Regions from separate parts of the Mus musculus genome. Here region 2 is linked to region 1. A link is a contact called in public promoter capture Hi-C data. All regions are on one chromosome and are shown on one strand. Each heading gives the region's core, a stretch centred on a gene start, on an enhancer-like site or on the middle of the called end of the contact. The rest is flanking DNA. Distances are from core to core; before and after follow the strand shown.

Region 1 (3,782 bases), core at 1,148-3,647:
CAATCTCCCATTATGGAAATAGTTTACTACATATTTATATCTAGAAAACTAGTAAGCAGGAAAGGTCATTCAGTCCAAGACATATACTCACAAAATCTTTTTCCCGCCCCCTCCTCCTCCCTGAAGGTAAAACCTAAGGGTCTTTCTCTACACTGTCACTAATCCTTTCTGTGGTAGCCACCATCAGTGAGCAAAGCAAAGAGCAATAAATTAAGTACCTTGACTTAGCTCTACTCCACACACACATTTACGCCAAGCAAGATGAAAATTTCACTTTAGTTGGCCATTAAAAAACTTGTAGTAACTAGTCAAAACTAAACTCTTAACAAACATTCTAATACAGATAGGATCAAAAAATTAGTATTGTAAAATTCTATCTTAAACTCATAACAGCTTCCAAAAACATTTTTCCCCAAAACAATTTTTAATGCTTAAAATTTAAATTATTATAAAGGGCTTAGGTTAAATAGTTGAAATATATCTTCCTACAACTCCCCCATTCCAGTAATATTAGATAACTACCAGAATCACATTTCTTTAAGACATGGTAATGTAATTACAAATACCTATATTAATAATTACATTAAGAACTTAATGTCTAGAAACTGAATTAAGTATTAGGGGTAAAAAAAAGATCTAACTCTTAATGGTAACTGTTTTCTTGCAAGTGGATTTCATTGAAAGCTAGTAGTTAAAACCTTCCTAGAGGATTGGTTTTCTCATAACATTTAGAAAGTTTTAAATTTCCAATTAATCTTCAATTTAGTTTTAGTTTCAAGTTAAAGTAAAAGGAGATGAGATGTCTTAGAAGAGGTACAAACAAGTGTATTTATTCTCATTACTGTCCTTCAGTTCTGATTATATTTAAAAGCTTTTCAGATTTTTGTAAAAGTATATTAAGCAAAAGAATAACGATCTCTGAAGCATGACCAATTATCTGTTTCAATATTCAAAAATCGAAATGATTTGTATTAAATTCCAATAAGAATTTCACGAAGAATCAATGAAAATGAAGGAAGAGTATTAAAACAATGTAAAACGTCTTTCCAAGCACAGCTGATACCAAAGCCCATAACATATGCCACGGATATAGTGTAAATAAAGAGATTCAACGGCAAAGCTGACTTCATTCAAGTTGCCGTAAAATACCCAGCTAGAAGATTGCTAAATTCCACTATCTACACAAAAGAGGTGCAAAACCATCAGGATATAATGCCCACTTAGTAACAATTTTATTTATAGTCATAATGTTTATAAATTCTATTGTTTGTTTCCAGGCACTGTGTGATCCCCTTTCCAAAAAAGTCAGTTTCGCCCTCCACGCATCTTTTAAAACGAAAAACCGGGATTTAAAAAAAAAATGTTCTGGAATTAAGAAACAACTCCAAGGTTGTCCACGGAGAGGACGCTTGCCCCATTCTGTCTCTCTCAGTCTACGCACCCATAAAATGGGCGGAAAGGTTTGAAAAGCTTAAAAGGTTTCAAATGCTGCGTGTTCACTCACACGCAGCCAGAGTGGGTACGAACGCATTTCAGACCCATGACAATTTCCTCGGCTTTACAACACTCATCTCCGGACAGGCTGTGTCTCGTCCCCCCGAAACCTACAACTATAATCCCTGTACTTGTGGAGTAAGGAAGACACAAACGAAAACACCAACTCGTCTCGGGATCTATATGCGCTCAGTTCAACCGTCACGTCCCCACCTCCAAGGCTGCTCTGAACCTGGGGGCCCCGGGGCGACCCTTCCGGGAGTCAGGGACCTGCTCGGGACCCCGGCGTTCCCCAGCGAGTCCTCCCTCCACTCCCAAAGCAAGTGGACTCTCCGAGAACCCGGCGGAGTGCCCCGTGCCCCGAACGCCGGAGAGGGGCACCCCTGCCCTCGAAGCCGCTCACACTCACTCTCAAAGGCCTGGAGGAAAAGCTCGTGGTCAGCCTGGACGTGCTCCATTTTCGGCTTCTTCACCGGCAACACCGCGGCCCCCGCCGCCGCCGCCGCGGCCGCCGCCGAGGAGGAGGAGGCCGAGTAACTGCCGCCGCCTCCACAGCCCCCGCCGCCGGATTTGCCGCCCGAAGCCGCCGCCGCCACCGCCGCCGCCGAACCCCCGAAGCCGCCTCCCCCGGACCCCGCGCTGGGCCCCGAGCCGCCCCCTCCCCCACCGCCGTGCTTCTGAGGCGCCATCGCGGTTCCTGCCTCCTCCCCCCGCCAGCTACCCGCCGGGCGGCCCCGGAGAGTGAGCGCGCCTGCTACACCAACCGCTCGCCCCAGCAGGCTCCAGCGGACCGAGGGGGGAAGGAGGAGAGAGGGGAGGAGAGGGGAAGGGAAGGGAGGAGGAGAGGAGGGAAGGAGGGAGGAAAAAAAAAAAGTGTCTCCTCCGAGCCCCGCTCCGCTTCGGAGGCCGCTCACCCTACCCTGGCCTCGCTCCGCCCACTTTCCCCGCCCGGCGCTCTGATTGGCCGGCGGGAGCGCGCGCCGCCGGGCCGCCCAGCCCGTTGGTCCGCAGAGTCCCCCGTCAGTCACGCGGAGGCGCTTCTCGCGGAGGCGCGGCTTGGTTGGCCCGTGCGCGCTGCCGACCGCGGGCCCGGACGCCTCTTTGAACTGAATTCGCGGGAAAATGAGGGGTCGGAGCGGCCTTCCTGCTCGTCCCGGTGCATTGTGGGCAGAGGGGGACTCGCGAGCGGCTTTGGGAGCCGTTTCTCGCCTTGAGAGCTTCGTCAGTCGCCGCCCCCAGGGGGGCAGAGGTCCCCTGGAGAGAGAGGCGGGTGACTGAGAAACTGAAGGCGAAGGGGCCTTTGAAAGGAGCGGAGGTCCACCGCGGATCCCGAGACTGTGTGGTCTCAGGAAGTGACCTGCCCCGGGGGTGCTGTGTGCTCAGTCTCATCTCCACTGAGGCAGGAGGAGATCGGATCCCCTGGCCGCCACGTGCCCCAAGCCACCCATGGCCGAAATCCCCTAGCGCAGCCACTGGGTTGTCGGACGTGAAGGGCTCGCCTACGAAAGGGAGCGACCTATTTTGTGGCGGCCGTTTCTCAGAAATTAAGGAGACTTGGTTTTGTTTTGTTAAGTGATGTGAGGTTTTGGGATTCTGTGGAATTGGGTTGTGGCTTCTCAACACGATGCGAGCAAAGTAGATACTTCATTTTCTCTGAGACAAATAGGTGATTCGAAGTAAAGACATTTCTTGAAGTTTTATTTATTGTACTGCCAAAAGCTTGTGAGGAACGCTGTGTTTTGAGTGTCTTGTTTAAAAAGATAGATAAACTGGGCGGTGGCGCACGCCTTTAATCCCAGCACTCCAGAGGCAGAGGCAGGCGGATTTCTGAGTTCAAGGCCAGCCTGGTCTACAAAGTGAGTTCCAGGACAGCCAGGGCTACACAGAGAAACCCTGTCTCGAAAAACCAAAAAAAAAAAAAAAAAAAAAAGATAAACAGACCCGACCTAAGTCTGTTGGTACAAATTGGCTTACTCTGAATAACTTGGATTTCAAGTTAGACAAAATAACCAGCTTATATTGCTTATATTTTAACTTTCTAAAAATGTTTTTATGCTCGGTGGTGGTGGCACACACCTTTAATCCCAGCACTTGGGAGGCAGAGGCAGGCAGATTTCTGATGCGAGCCTGGTCTACAAAGTGAGTTCCAGGACAGCAAGGGCTATACAGAGGAACCCTGTGCCTAAGTCTACACCAAGGTCGTATGCTGCGGTCCTTACAGCCAAAAGAGGATGTTGCCTCTCCTGGAAATGGAGTCACAGGTGGTTGTGAGGCCTAGGGTGGGTGCT
Region 2 (4,235 bases), core at 199-2,698, 4.9 Mb before region 1:
CTACCTTATCTAATACAGCCATTATAGTGAAAACAGAGGTATTTTAGCTTGTCAACTGCCTTTTTTTTTTTTTTTTTTTTCATAGCTTGGTTCTTTCCTAGTACCTGGTGTATATTTAATAGTGAAAATTAAAGCTAGTAGCTATATACATATTGGCTCAATATTTGTTACCAAGCATAACCTAAAATTCAATTAATCAAAGTAGGTACATAGATTGTAGTAGTTGTAGACATAAAACACAAGATTCTCTAAAAATGTCCATAGTTTTACTATGTATTTTAACCTGTCAGAAGGTGCGTGAAAAACTGGACTTCAACTAAGGATCGCACTGTTCTGCTTTTAGTATGGCCCAAAGACATATTTACTGGATAATCACACCTTTGGGAACACACAATGGTTCTTCCAGTTTATTATGTCACCTACTCTAACAATGACCACACAATGTCATAAGTCAACAAGGCTAAGGATGCACTGTGGGATTTTTTTTTTTTTTTTTTTTTGGTTGTGACTTGAAAGACTTCATGTGATCAAAATACTTTTAAAGGTCAGTAACAACAGCTTTACCCTATTTTACCAGAAAATATTCGATCTGTCCTTAAGATCTGGTAGTTGTACAAGCAGCGAATGGATTTATTATTAAAACCATCAAGACAAAACATTTTCCATCTTTTTGGCTTTACAATGGACCTCCGTAGACTAGTACCTGAGAACGTGGCAGTAGTCAAGAGTGCAGAGGAAACTCTCTTTACAGCAGCTCTGGTTCTCGGAAGATGGTCAGACCGAAGGGCCTTTGGCCACTATCAGTAACTTTGCCCAAGGGAGTCCCTTAAGTTAATATTAACTCAAGAAGTTCCTTTGGTCGGAAGCTACACATAGACTACAGTTCAGTTTTCTGTCTATTGTAACAACAGATCCTGCACATATTTTCCATCCATCTTGCTGCAGTCCCCATAAGGCGGCCGGCTCTGGGTGAGTCAGGGTAGCAGAGCCCTTTCCTCCAGTCTTACAGGGGTGGAAGTCCGCATGTGTGCAACCTGGAAAACAAGGTCAAAGGTCTCTGCAGTGTCCATTCTCCTAGACCTCGACAGCGCCAGCTCTTCATCGCTCACCCAAGTCTTATCTGGGTTCCCCCCCCCCCCCAGTGGGCTTTCCACCCCACCGGTCTCCAGAGAGCAGATCCCGGGTCGTCACTGGCAGGGACCCCGGCTGCTCCTGCTGGGCCTCCCCACTGGCCCTATTTTCACGCTCGTTTTGGTAAATCCGGGGCACCACGCAGGTCAGCCGAGCGCGACAGCACAGGGGGTTCCCCCCACCCGTACAAGCCGATTTCGAAAGTCGGGACACGAGCGAGGCGGCCGCGGTCTCGCGAGAAGAGGCAGGCCCCGCCTGGAGTTCGCGGCCCCCCCTCCCCGGCCCCACCCTCCCCACGTCCCCCGCCCTCCCTCCCACACTCCCCGTGGCGCGAGCGGCTGACTGAGCCTGGAGAGGAAACGGCAATCGCAGCCGCGCTCCCGCCCAGGCCGGCCCTGACGCGGGCCTCGTCAGCCGGTAACGGGGAGCAGAGGTGGGGGTCAGGGAGGCGTCCTCGAAGTCAGTGAAGGTCAGAACCGAGAGCTCTCTCTCTCCGACCCGGGTGAGGACTGGGGTCTGAGCTCGCCCCCACCCCAACTCTGCAGAGCCGAGGCAGGGTCGACCCCTCCCAGGGGCGGGGTGGCGCCGGGCAACTGCAGCCTAGGGGGCCACCCTGGGCGGGGCGCTCAGCCAGGAGAGAAGGGGTCAGCGGCAGGGGGTGCGGGCTTGGGCTGTGTAGCCGAGGCGGGGATGGGCTTCTGGAGCCCGGACTCCCGAGCTGGGCGGGGATGTCCCGGGGCCAGCAGGTCCTTTTCCGCCTCTCCTTTGGACCCTGACTGGAGGCCGGCGGGCGGGGGGGGGGGGGGTGGGTGGGTGGGGAGGGGGGGTCTGGGTGGGGGAGGGCAGGCGGCGCGAGGGGGCGGGTCCCGGCGCTGCGGGGCGCTGATTGGCTGAGCGCGTGTGGAATCGGGTGATGGGAAACGCAGCGCGGCTCTCCTGTCCTCTCTCGCTCCGCGCCCCCCCACCCCTTTCACCCGTGGCGAATGTGCTGCGAGGTGGCGGGTGCTTACGCTCGCGGGGTTTGGCTGTTGCAGGCAGGAGCTGGGAGGAGGCAGCAGCAGCGGCGGCGGCAGGAGCAGCGGCGGCGGCAGCAGCTGGGAGGAGGTGGTGACGGTGGCAACGGCAGCGTCGGGGACGATGGCGCGACTGGTGGCAGTGTGCAGGGACGGGGAGGAGGAGTTCCCCTTCGAGAGGAGGCAGATCCCCCTCTACATAGACGACACCCTGACGGTGAGCGAGCGGGCTGAGCGGGCCGGGCCGGGATGGGCCCGCTGCTCCCCGGCCTGGCAGCTGTTTCCCCTCCCCCAGGCCGAGCGCTGCGCACTGGAGAAAGAGTGTGTTGCAACTCCTAGGCGAGGCCGCCTCTCCGATGGGCCCCACGAACTCGCCATTGCAGCGGGGCCTCTCGGTACCCTTGGCAGGCCCCAGATCCAGCGCCCCGAAGGCACTTGGAGGTCCCCTGCTCGGGTCTTCCTCCCTCTCCGAACCTTTGGCCTTTAGGCCTGCCTTTGAGACGCTGTTTGCCTAAGCACGCGCCGGGGAGAAGGGTTGAAGGAGCTGGGGCGTTTAGGGCCTGTCCTCTCCAGAAAGCACTTACCCTCCGGGAGGCTCAATTAGTTGAAAATGTCGCAGCTGCATTGTTACCTGTGTGTTTCCCGTTTGAACACTGTAGCTATCTCTACATAAGTGTAATTACTGAGGGCAGAGTGACATTCTCTTGCACAGCGAAGATTCCACCTAAATGATTTGATTTCCTAATACGTCTCACATTGCCTAGTACATTATAATTCTTGAAATGGTTGGGTTAAGCCATGACTCTTCAAAATGGGCCTTCGTGGCATTTTTTTGGTTTACAAGTAGCCCAAGACCAAGTTATTGACTGTAAAGTAGTATGAAGAACTGACTGCTCATTGTGGATAGAAAAACACAAACGTGGGAAGATGGTTGTTTTAAGACTTGGTGTTGGTATACCTTTGCCGACCCCTCTACCCGGTGTTGTAGTACTGTTTCCTTTAAAAGGAAATGGCAGAAATTTGAGTTGATTCTGAGCAGGAAGTAAATGCAGTTGCTTACCACAGTTAAATGAACCTTCTCCGAACAAGTTTTGAAATCTTCATTTTGATGCTGACGCTCCTGGATTTTGCACTCGCCCATTGTGATCTGATGTAGATAAGTCTTCCAGCCTTTGACTTTTTTTCCACTCAAAGGCAGATCGGTTATCTTCCTGAAAAAAAAAAAAGTGTAGTTATGTACTGAAGGTTTTAGCATTTTATGTAAAATGCAAGTCATTGTGGAGATGCCAGTCTGAGCCTTTTTGCCAGTCTCAAGAGCTTCAGTACTTTTAAAAAATTAGGGAAGCTATTGACTGGTTCACTTCGATGGAACTTTGCAATGGAAAGCATGCTTTAAAAAAATAGTCTAATGATTTGACATAAAGTAGAATTTATATTAGAAATTACTTGTATGTATTGGTTATGGTTTCTTATTTTCTTGAATTTTAATTTTAATGGGCTTATATTAAAAATAGTTTTAAAAAAACAAGCTAGAAACCAGTTAAATGATTTTTTTCTCAGTATGATAGTGCTTGGTCATAGTTCATTTGTTATTACCTTCTGTCCCCTTCACCATAAAACCTTAAAAAAACACAGTTTGATAACAACCTTTTTTGTAGTGCATTTTTCCCCCTTAATCCTGAGGTTTGGGTTAATTTTTTTATTAGTATATAATATGAAAACAGAAAACCATTTTAAATTTTGTCTATTTACAAATTTTAAGATAACTTATACTCTCCTTTCACATAACCACCTTTAATGTGAATGTAGCACATTAGTCAATACTTCATAAAGCACTTTTAAGTGAACAGTATGTTACATTCTTGATGATGTGAGTTTCCAGTTTTTTTCATAGATAAACTTACATTATGGTTTAGTGTCACCTGCTTTTGCCTTGTACTGGGTGTCTGAATTTTGCTTTTATTACAGACTCATTACAAAGACAATTTAAGCTTATTTAAATAACTTCAAATAATAGGTATAATTTTTCCTTGCTTAGGAATGACTTTTGGCCACTAAGGAATTAATTTTGTTAGTTTGTCTTGAAAACTT

The links. Promoter capture Hi-C pulls out the DNA fragments that hold promoters and counts their contacts.
Region 2: a promoter capture Hi-C map of pre-B cells shows a contact between it and region 1, with 2.8 times the contacts expected there. The contact joins the promoter of Ggnbp2 here to the promoter of Suz12 in region 1. A contact is called at or near these places in 2 of 39 promoter capture datasets (cranial neural crest and pre-B cells).

The regions. Positions count from the first base shown.
Region 1 is chr11:79,991,721-79,995,502 of GRCm38.p6, reverse strand. Suz12 (SUZ12 polycomb repressive complex 2 subunit) reads right to left here and starts at 2,397. Exons shown (of 16, transcript NM_199196.2): 1 at 1,904-2,397. The coding sequence starts at 2,183.
Region 2 is chr11:84,868,003-84,872,237 of GRCm38.p6, reverse strand. Ggnbp2 (gametogenetin binding protein 2) reads left to right here and starts at 1,448. Exons shown (of 14, transcript NM_001364114.1): 1 at 1,448-1,633; 2 at 2,166-2,361. The coding sequence starts at 2,269. It overlaps Ggnbp2os (gametogenetin binding protein 2, opposite strand), which reads right to left and starts at 2,233. Exons shown (of 2, transcript NR_131201.1): 1 at 2,142-2,233; 2 at 607-1,034.